Linked DNA regions of Mus musculus: all the other regions are linked to region 3. A link is a contact called in public ChIA-PET and HiChIP or PLAC-seq data. All regions are on one chromosome and are shown on one strand. Each heading gives the region's core, a stretch centred on a gene start, on an enhancer-like site or on the middle of the called end of the contact. The rest is flanking DNA. Distances are from core to core; before and after follow the strand shown.

What was found. ChIA-PET counts read pairs in DNA pulled down with a chosen protein or histone mark. HiChIP or PLAC-seq counts read pairs in DNA pulled down with a chosen protein or histone mark.
Region 1: a contact with region 3 is called in an H3K27ac HiChIP or PLAC-seq map of T-cell acute lymphoblastic leukemia, with 5 times the contacts expected there. The contact joins two enhancer-like sites. A contact is called at or near these places in 1 of 39 promoter capture datasets (the 3T3-L1 cell line), 4 of 484 Hi-C or Micro-C datasets (bone marrow-derived macrophages, embryonic fibroblasts and extraembryonic ectoderm) and 5 of 115 datasets of contacts at active chromatin or transcription factors (T-cell acute lymphoblastic leukemia, embryonic stem cells and large pre-B cells).
Region 2: an RNA polymerase II ChIA-PET map of memory CD8 T cells shows a contact between it and region 3, with 23 read pairs. The contact joins two enhancer-like sites. A contact is called at or near these places in 1 of 15 datasets of contacts at CTCF or cohesin (large pre-B cells) and 1 of 115 datasets of contacts at active chromatin or transcription factors (memory CD8 T cells).

The regions. Positions count from the first base shown.
Region 1 is chr3:138,664,692-138,667,924 of GRCm38.p6, forward strand. No RefSeq gene overlaps it. Among named protein-coding and RNA genes, the nearest start is that of 4930425O10Rik, 61 kb to the right of the region's middle. Within about 2 kb of position 1,265, at least 2 of the 459 cell types and tissues checked have an H3K27ac peak or open chromatin away from gene starts, as enhancers often do. A contact at or near this core is called in T-cell acute lymphoblastic leukemia, where this site is marked.
Region 2 is chr3:139,040,213-139,043,629 of GRCm38.p6, forward strand. The region is part of intron 2 of Rap1gds1 (RAP1, GTP-GDP dissociation stimulator 1); the gene reads right to left. Among named protein-coding and RNA genes, the nearest start is that of Rap1gds1, 33 kb to the right of the region's middle. Within about 2 kb of position 1,844, at least 138 of the 459 cell types and tissues checked have an H3K27ac peak or open chromatin away from gene starts, as enhancers often do. A contact at or near this core is called in memory CD8 T cells, where this site is marked.
Region 3 is chr3:138,891,848-138,895,275 of GRCm38.p6, forward strand. It overlaps Tspan5 (tetraspanin 5), which reads left to right. Exons shown (of 8, transcript NM_019571.5): 4 at 2,501-2,671. Among named protein-coding and RNA genes, the nearest start is that of Tspan5, 150 kb to the left of the region's middle. Within about 2 kb of position 1,969, at least 41 of the 459 cell types and tissues checked have an H3K27ac peak or open chromatin away from gene starts, as enhancers often do. A contact at or near this core is called in T-cell acute lymphoblastic leukemia and memory CD8 T cells, where this site is marked.

The DNA of each region.
Region 1 (3,233 bases), core at 15-2,514, 230 kb before region 3:
CTGAAGTTGGTCTTGACTGATGACACTGTGGCATTGGTTCGCCTTGCTTTCCTTGCTGATAGTTTGTTGTGACTTTGTAGAGAGAAATACACCAAGAACTTCTGCTGGTGTTCAGGTAGCTTCCTGCTGCTTTTGCAGGCTCAGACTGATTGGCAGAGCTACATAGCTTCTTCTGGACTGAGCTACCACTGATATCCTGACAATGCACATTGGATTTGCCCCAAAGAACTATTTCCAAACAGGTCCACACCCTTTAACCTATTTGCCCTATTAACTTTTTCTTTCCACTACCTCTGGTGGGCGCTGGGCTAGAAGGGAAGTTAAAGCATTTAAGTACACTTATTAAAGTAGGTTTTGGAAAATATAAGCCTACATAGCCCTATCATGTTCCTGATTTCAATGTGAATGTTTAGAGTTGCCTTCCATTTAGGATGATGTTGGCAATAAATTAACCATATATAGCCTTTATTATGTTGAGATATGATCCTTCTATTTCTTTTCTCTCTGAGGCCTTTATATTAAAGGCATACTGAATTCTGTCAAAGGCCTTTTCTGCACCTACTGAGATGATCATATGATTTTTCTCCAAGAGAACAATTTCATCAAATTGAATGCTCCAGTGTTGGGCATGTTTATGTCTAGGGTGTAATGTCTTGTTGGTTCATTGTTCCCTTGATTAGGATGAGGTTTCCATTAGTGTGAAGTCTGTTTGTCAGCTATTAGGCTAGTGACGCCAGCTTGCTTCCTAGTGCCATTTGCTTGGCATGTTTCCCCTGCACCCTTTCACTTTTAAGTAGATCCTCGACAACAGAAAGATGGATTTTATTTCTTGGCTCATTCAACTAAAGTCCCTGTCTTTGACTGGGGACTTGAGGACATTAATGTTTACAGTTATTTATTGAAAGTCATATTGATTGCCATAATTTTGTACTTTTTTAAACTCTTTGTGTTCTTGGTCTTATTTTGTGTTTCACCAAGTGCAGCTTCATCTGATTTCTCTCTATCGTCTCTTACCCATCCTACTCCTCTGAGTCCAAAGTTTTGCTTCCAGTGTGGTGAGGATGAATTATTTCAGTCTGCTCATATCATGGGAAAAGGTTCTTTCTCCTTCAACTCCATCAGATAGTTTTGCTGTGCACAGTAAGCGGTCTAGGTTGGGATCCATAGTTTCTAAGAACTTGAAGTTCATTGCTCCAAGCAATCCGTGCTCTTAAAGTTTCCACTGAGAAATTGGTGGTTAGTGTGGTTGTTCTTCTTTGCAGGTGGCTTGTATTTTCTTTTGAAGTTTTTAGCACTCTCTCTTTGTTCTGGATGTTTAGTGTTTTAACTACAGTATGGTGGCTGAAATTTCTTGTCTTGTCTATTTGGAGTTCTTTTATGCATCTTCTATCTGTTTGTTTATGTCCTTACTCAAATTTGAGAAACTTTGTTCTTTGATTTTATTGAAAACACGATCTATGCCACTAACCTGAGATTCTTCTCTATTTTGCCTATAATTTAAAGAGTTGGTATTTTTAATGATTATCTGACTGTTCCAATTCCTTATTTGTGTGGTCTAATTCCTCTACTTTATATTTAAGTCTTCTACTTGATCTAGTCTTCTTAGAAGGCTCTCCCTTGGGTTTTCTATGTAGGTATTGGGGGTTTGTTGTTGTTGTTCTTGTTGTTGAATTCTATATCTATTGTAGCTTGAGTTGCCTGCAATATTTTACCTCTTTATTGAGTTCAGTTTTTAAATTCTCATTTGTCACCATTGTGTCCTTCAGCTGTATGCAGTGAACTTTCTTTCTCTAATCACTCTGGCTTTTCTTGCTATTCTTATTTGTCTATGTCTTTTTAAGCTCTCTAAATTCTTTGATGAAGTTTGTATTGTTCTTTTAAGTTCTGTATCCTGGGTGGGGGGAATCATCTAAATAATTCTTGGTAGAGAATTATTTTTATAAGATTGGTGGATTAGCTTATGAGATCTTGCCTTGGCTTCTCATATTGTTTGTGTTTTTGTGATGAGACCTTCCTGTGCTGACTTTATTCATTGGTGTATGTCTGATGTGAGATTCTAGGTTATCCCTGTTGAGTAGAAGTCTGGTTGTGGTTGCCATGCTTGGCTGAGTCAGATCAGGCACAAGGAGTTGGTAGGTCAATCCTTCAGTTACTTATTGATCATTAGGATTGGAGGAAGAAGGGTTCTTATAACTCAGAGCTAAATAAGAACAAATGCCAATTGGGACAAAGAGCTCCATCTGCGTGGGCTAGTGTGCCAGCTGTGCCACCTGAGCTGTGCCTGGGAGTGTCAGGATGGGGTGAGTGGCCTGGGTCTTGGCACTCACCGGCTAGGCTAGCTTACAGGGTGTGCAACTGAGGCTGGGCCTGTGGTTTGAGACCAACGTGGGCCAGCAAGGGACTCATCGGGCAATGCTGACCCACAAATGTGCATTCCAAAATGGGCCTCAAGGTTGAATATGGCACAGGTGAGGTAGGGTCTAGGAAATTCACCAGCACATAGGATGTGTGACCTGGGCTAATCCTGGAGGTTGCATATGCCATGGGTGGGCTAGGGTCTAGCAGACTTACCAGACTGGCCTGGCCTACAAGGTGTGAGACCAGAGTCGAACCTGGAGTCTGGGAATGGTACAGGTGGATCTCACCAAACTGAGTAGGTACACTGAACGTGAGACTAAGGTGAGGTCTGGGATCAGGGAAACTGAAGGCAGGCTAAAGATTGGCAAAATAACCCATCTGGACCAGAGAACAGGATGTGCAACTGTGTTAGGAATGGACGAAGAATAGGGCACATGTGGTCTGTGGTTGTAAGGACTGAGCAGGATGCCTAGCACCTGTTTATAGTTTAGTTTTTGTTGTTGTTGTTGTTGCTATTATTATTAATTTCTCTCTCTCTCTCTCTCTCTCTCTCTCTCTCTCTCTGTGTGTGTGTGTGTGTGTGTGTGTGTGTGTGACATACGTGTAGATGCCTGCAGAGGTCAGAAGAAGGAATTGGATCCCCTGAAGCTGGACTGTTGTAAGTTGCCTAATGTAAGTACTAGGAGCCATATTTCAGTCTGCTGGAAGAACAGCCGTCACTTTTAACTGCCGAGTCACCTCTCCAGTCTGAACCTTTGCTATTGCTTTGGTTGATTATCTCAGGTAATTTGTTACAGTAACGCCAAACCTAGTAACAAGCAAAATATGGACATTTATTACACGGGTGGGGATATCACAAGTAAAGAAACGCACAC
Region 2 (3,417 bases), core at 594-3,093, 150 kb after region 3:
CCTCTAAACACACTTACCTAAGGTGAAATTTAGCTTATAATTAAGAGATTAGCAATAACTAATAACAAAACAGAATAGTTAAAGCAAAAGATATATCAACGTGCTCTTATTCTCTCACAGTATCTTGCTGTTTACCCCTCTCCTTCTCTCTCTCTCTCTCCTTCTCTCTCTCTCTCTCTCTCTCTCTCTCTCTCTCTCTCTCGTGATGACAGATAGAACATTGCCTATATGGCAAGATAAAGTGAGGCTTAGCACTATCTGGCACAATACACTGTGATCCATCAGATCACGTTTCTGTTCACGTTCCCACCCACAAATTTAATGTCCTTTCTATTTTGTCACCTACTCCTCTCTAGCTTAGTTTAAGGTCTAACAGCACAACTAGCATTAAGTCTTTCCTTCTCCATAGCTTATGGGTGAAAAACAAGGTTGGTTGTTTCCACGGACCTTTGTAATAACGGCATACATTTTTTTTCTTTCTGTTCAGTGAGAACCCCTCCCTTTTCATCTAAAGGGGATACTTGGTGGGCTCTCTTTAGCATCATCAAATGGCAAACATTACCACTTTTGAGTTGGGGGCCATTACTAAGTAACATAAAGGCCATTTGAGGACAAGTAAGAAGATACTACCAGGGTCAACCTTTCAGAGAAGTTGACCTGACACAGCACTGAAAACTGAGGCAGCTCCTGAAGGCCAAGCGGCGGAAGCACACAGCACATGGGTGACTCTGTGTCAGGAGGAATGGAGCCATACCTTGTAATGCTGACATGAGTGCTAAGCACTCTCAAAGTTACAGGTTCTTTACTTAGAGAGCTTTCATATTTGTGCCCCTTAACCAACAGCAACTAGATCTGCTAATAATGAAGATTCTTACACATGACTGAGGACATCAGTTAACTTCACTCAATGACGTAACCGTATCGTACTAGAGCTTCACGTGGTCTTTACCGACAACAACTCAGTGTCGGAATGATCGCTATAAAATCAAATAAAATCTAAAAATCCTAAGAATTTTACTGTGGGTCACTGTGACATGAAAGGTCAATTTTTACAAGTACCTGCTGGATCCTTTTGATAGAGGTCAGTCTTCCTTTATTTGTAGGATGTTTATCTTCTGTATTGCTTTCTTTGACTGGTTTGTCTTTAGGACTCTAATTACATCACCTTTACAGAAATGATACTGATCTATCTTTGATATTAATCATGTCTTCTCTGATTCATTCTTTTTTTATTTTTTAATTTCAACCTTTTCTTTCCCATATTTTCAGCCACATTTAATTTACTATAAATTTCTTAAGTGCTTGTCACGTTCTTTCATTTCTTCTGGTCAACCCTAACTTTACATCTTCCTGGCCTTTACACACTTAGGTTTTAAAGTTTCTGACTCGGTTTTTCCTTTTTATGTTTTCAAAAGCTTACCTAATGATATTAGTAAAAGTTACAGTGGGTTGTTTGTTTTTGGTAACTGCTTCATAAATCGTTTTTATTGGGAAAAAGAATGTTTTTGGTAGCTAAGATATTTGGGTTTTGTTTGTTTTCTGCTTTCTTCTTTATATACCTCAGCAGAAATCTTGATTCAATGAGTAATTGAATACAACTTAAATACAGTAATGGTAAAGACCTGAGATGAATACCTAGACTTTCTTTCAAAACCTCTCACGTCTAACCAACCAAAAGGACTTAGTGTGTGTGATAGTTACTTGTCACGGACAACTTGACTGAATTTGCAATGATCAAGGAAGCTCAGAGGAACACCCCTTGCTATCTGAGAGGGTGCTTCAAGAGACAACAGAGCCAGGGTGAGAAGACACATTCTGGATGTGGGTAGCATCACCCCATGGGCTAAGTGGGAGTCAGACAGAAGAAAGGTGGGGGAAAGAAAAAGCTAGCTCAGCGTGCGTGCTTCCCCTCTCCTCCGTCCCCAGTCCTGCCCTGCTTCCCTTCCTGCTGCTGGCCCTCCCGACTGCTTGGCTTTTCATGCTTACATCACTGTGCTTCCTCTTTCTCCTCCTCCTCCTCCTCTTCCTCTTCCTCTTCATGATGGACTGGACCTTCTGATTCAAAAAAAATCAACTTTCCCTCTCTTGTTTCTGGCTGGTATTATGGTCATGGTTAACACAAAATTAATTAGTATTGCATGTCTTATAATCTTGTGCTATTCTTATTTCTATAGTCACTTAACTTCTTCTTGGTTCTTGCATTTCACCAGGCATCCAAGAGTTTCGAGTAACTCCTTCACTCCCCATAATAGTCCTCTTGATTGGCACGTGAGATCTGTGTGCCACCTTTGTCACAGGACCTTGCATATATCACTTGCATGCTCAAGTGATTCTTCAACCTGAAGCTCCTCCCCCCTCCAGCCTTTAACTGGAGCCACAAGCAAGCACCACTAAGCTTGGTTTCCCATGAACTTTTAAACAGCCAGTACTGCAATCTAGCCCAAGACAAAGGTCTAAAAAATGCCCTACCCAGTCTGGAGTTTCCTCTCTGAAGAAAAAGGAAATGGTGGTTCTCACCCTAGGGTGCATGGTTTCCTGTTCTGTTCTTACTGGGTAGTTTATGCAGTCTTGGCAAAAATCTCTCTAGAAAGTATCTTTAACTGAGTAAGCTACGCTTTTTTTTTTCTCCTAATAATGTGAAACCTATCTCCTAGTTTTGATGAAGGCACAGATATGTTTAATTGGTTTATCTTATTTCCTAAGTGAGCTGCATGGAGTTTTAACGACCATTATTAGGTGGAGGTCTTAAAGACTCACTTCATCAGAACTACCATGGCTTTTTACCTGACTTCTTTAGTTTAGCTGAGATGGTCATACATTACCTTTTTCTTTTGTTCTTTCCTACACTGATGTATGTGCACATATGCATGCCTTGTGCCCACAGAGGTCAGAAGAACTGGATCACATGAAACTGGAGTTTAGGGTGGTTATGAGGCCCATGTGAATGCTGGGAGCTGCATATGGGTCCTCTGCAGGAGCAACAAGTGCTTCTGTTTGAGGAGTCACCTCTTTAGCCCTCTTTCACATGTTCTTTTCTTTTCTTTTTTTTTTTTTTAAATGTGGGATGGTCTTTGAGGCTGTCAGATTCCCTGGAAGTAGAGTTTAGACAGTTGTGAGCTGCCATGTGATTGCTGGGAATTGAACTCAGGACCTCTGGAAGAGCAGATACTACTCTTAACTGCTGAGCCATCTCTCCAGCCCCTCACATATTCTTAAATGCTCTATTTCTTTGGTTAAAACAAAACAAAACAAAAAAAACCTATAGTATATCATTAGTATTAGCCATAAACATATAGCAAGCCATGGAAACAACAACTAAGAAATATAACATAAATAAAAATAAACAACTGAATTTAGCCTGCACAGAAAACAACTTCTATTTCTGCATTTGATAATGGGGAAGAAAAAAAGAGTGAA
Region 3 (3,428 bases), core at 719-3,218:
GCCCATCCTAGAACAAGTCTGAGCAGCCACACGGTGTGTGATTCTCCGACCCCACCATGTCTTCTAGAATGTTCTCTGGCGTTTTTTCATGAGCATCTCTAAGAAGATACTCCCATGCCCATTCTAGGGTAACCCATTTCCAATTGGCCCAGCTCTGGCTCCCTGAGAGCCTTGGAGGCTGTAATCCTAAATCTTTTCATGTGGCTCACACCTATATGGAAGACTGGGGTGGGGTCATTGCTCTCAGATAGCACCCTTTTCCTGTGCATGGGAGTAGCTAGTTTCCCATGTGTAGAGCTGCCTTGATCTTCCAGATTTGCCCCTTTCTACACAAGCTTGTGTGATCTGTCCCTTCTTCCCTTCTCCCTCTTCGCTGAGTCAAAGACAGATGGAATCCCTCAGAAGGATATTTGTCCTTGATCATGACCTGCCAGTCTTATGAGGCATCTCGAAGTGGGGACTTGGTTCCACTCAGCTTTGCTGTGACCCATTATCTGCCGTGTGACCTAACACTTTGAAACCTCCATGCTTCCAAATACGAGGTCCCTTTAATATAGCTTTCTTGAACATGGTTTTACTTATTATAGTAATGCCCTTCCTAACGTTTCAGATTTGAAAAGAATCATGTTCTTAGCTTTCTATCTTGGAGACTATTTAAATGGCCTTTCTTTATTTAGAACTAACAATAGAACCTGGCCTAGAAGTCTCTCTGAATGGGGGCTGTGAGGTAAGGAGGAAACAATGTCACCGTGCCTCCAAAAAACCTCAAAGATCAGATTGTCCTAAGACAAGGAGAGTTTCTGGGGGAAATCCAGGAGGCAGGACTGTGGAATAGAAGTGGCATTTCCTAGCTGACCGATAGCATTGAACAAAGCTTTGGGTCACTTTCTGCACCTTTGGAAATGGGGGTGTTAGTTCACAGAGCCGGGCATGTAGGCCTCTGCCAAATATTTGATATTGAGTTTGAACTCAATATTTGAGATGTATATCATGTAACTTGAGGGAATTTCCGAGGGCACCTGGGAAGTGATCGTCTCTATCCTTCATGGAGGTGAGAGCAGAAATCTACAGTCTCTGTGTGACTGCCCAGCTGTTTCACGTACATGCATGCCCACCCCCGTCCAGGGTCTATTCTTTCTGTGGTGTGAGGACCCTATGTGTCCATGTTTGGGGAGGTACCCAGTACAGGTAAAGGGGTTGCAGGGGGCACAAATACTGGTGTGCTCCTTCTTTTCTAAGAAAACGTAATTTGAAAAGAATCGTAATTTGAAATTATTGATACCACTCATAATTAAGAACTTAACATTTTATTTACAGCTGCAAATAATTGGTACAGTCAGTAAACAAGAACTTTACATTTTATGTCCTCACTGAGGAAAGATAAACAGGAGCCCTAGGGGAGCTTGGAAGTGGAGTTTGTACCTCAGCCTCAGCATCAGCATCCTAGACTGTCAGGCACTGGTGTGGTCCTTCTGACTCTCTCCCCTCACTCCCCCACAAAGACGCATCCATCACTCAGTGCCACGTGAATGGCCACACCCCACTGTCCACCCACCATGGCCCCCCATTTTTGCACCTCAAGATCACAAAACAGTTTGCAGAGGGTAAAGATGTGGGAGGAAGGAGATGTGGAAATGGTGGTGGGTGCAGCCGGCAGCCAGGATGACTAAAATGAATCTCTTTGAAGTGTCTGGGTGGAAGGGAAATTTCCCCAGGGTTCTGAGCAGTTACCCCAGGGCCTCATGCTCTGAAGCCGTATACCTTGTTATCTGCCTTAGCCAGAAGTCCCTTCTGATTGCACTGTGGTGTTATTTAAAGTGTTTCCTGGTCTTGGTGTTTCACAGGCAGGAAGAAAGAGAGCCCAGAGTTTCATTTCCATGATTGGAAATGGTTTTCTTGCCTCAGTCACAGCCCCTCCCACTTCCCCTGCTGACCTCTTTAAGATGAGCGGATCTATTTCACAGGGCTGGGAGGTGGAGGGAGGTGTTAAAACAGTGACTCCAACATCAACACGATAATGTAGTGTGTGTGTGTAGTGTGTGCGTGTAGTGTGTGTGGAGTCAAGCCACGGTTGCAAGGGACAGGTGATTATAAAACCCACGATAATCTACCTTTCAAGTTAGGAAAGAGGCTTCCTGGAGGTCAGGCAGAACATTGTTCACACGTCTGGCAGTGCATTAATCACGAGCAATTCATTAGGCCTTAATGTGGATCTAATGAGAAATTCCTATTACTCAATGTTTGATTTGGGCTTTGTTGGTTAATTATCAAATGGAACACCAGAGACTCCAAAATGTGATTATGAAGTGATCTTTAATTTTTAAAAGTCCTTTCTTGGGGTGTAATATTCCATTAACAAACCTTAAGAATCAGAAGGCCCCAGTTTGGAGATGTGTAGCAACTGAATGTAATTACAGCCCCTTTCAGAGAAAAGCCTCTCGCTTCCCTGTGATCTAAGGCCTTGTAACCCGTTCCCTGTTGTGTGTCTCTTTTGTCTTAGTTTTCTGTGTTCCTGGGGATTATTTTCTTCCTGGAACTCACTGCTGGGGTGTTGGCATTTGTTTTCAAAGACTGGATCAAAGACCAGCTGTATTTCTTTATTAACAACAACATCAGAGCCTACAGAGATGACATTGATCTACAGAACCTCATAGACTTCACCCAGGAATATGTAAGTTCCAAGCAGGAGCATCTTTTCTCCCATAATGCCTTGTGTGCCTTTGCCAGCTGGAGACGGCCAACTGACGTTTCTGCCCAGTTTCTGGCTGTTTGCTTGTTGGTTTGTTTCCTTTTCCATGTTCCACCGCTCCTGTTTCATCTCAAGGAGACATGTTCCGAGTTCACTTGTTCCAACTTGTGTTAAATTAGAGAAAGATATAACTCTTAACTAAAAAGGCGATTACCGCACCGTCCCGTTGTCAGCTTTTGAAGAAAATTGCTTTTATATATGTTTAGAGTTTTATGTGATTAAATAAATTAAACGAGTTTTCCTTGCTCCTTCCCCTGTGCTCTCAATAATAAAATTATCAGGGGATTTGTTTGTAAAGTTCCTCAGATATGCTCATCCAGATACCACATGCATGTAGTCCGAACCAAAAGTTCAGAGATTCGTAAAACCTGCTGCCCTCTAACAAGTGAAAAAGAAGCAGACCCCGCCTGCCACACAGGTGTCTGAACGTGACTGTGTGACTGACTGTTCCCATACTGTAAACAGGCAGCTGTCATGTCACTCAAAATGCTCGAGGAGCCAAGCGACACTGCCTCATTGACCATGGACTGACAGAAACTTGAACTCTTTCCCAAGAGTAAAAGGAGAATAAAACTGAGTTACTATCTAGTACGTATGGCTGTTGGGACAGTGGTCTCACCTTAAGCCCTAGATGTTACCAGACTAAAGATTAGCAGGTCCTCACACACCTGCCCTGGAA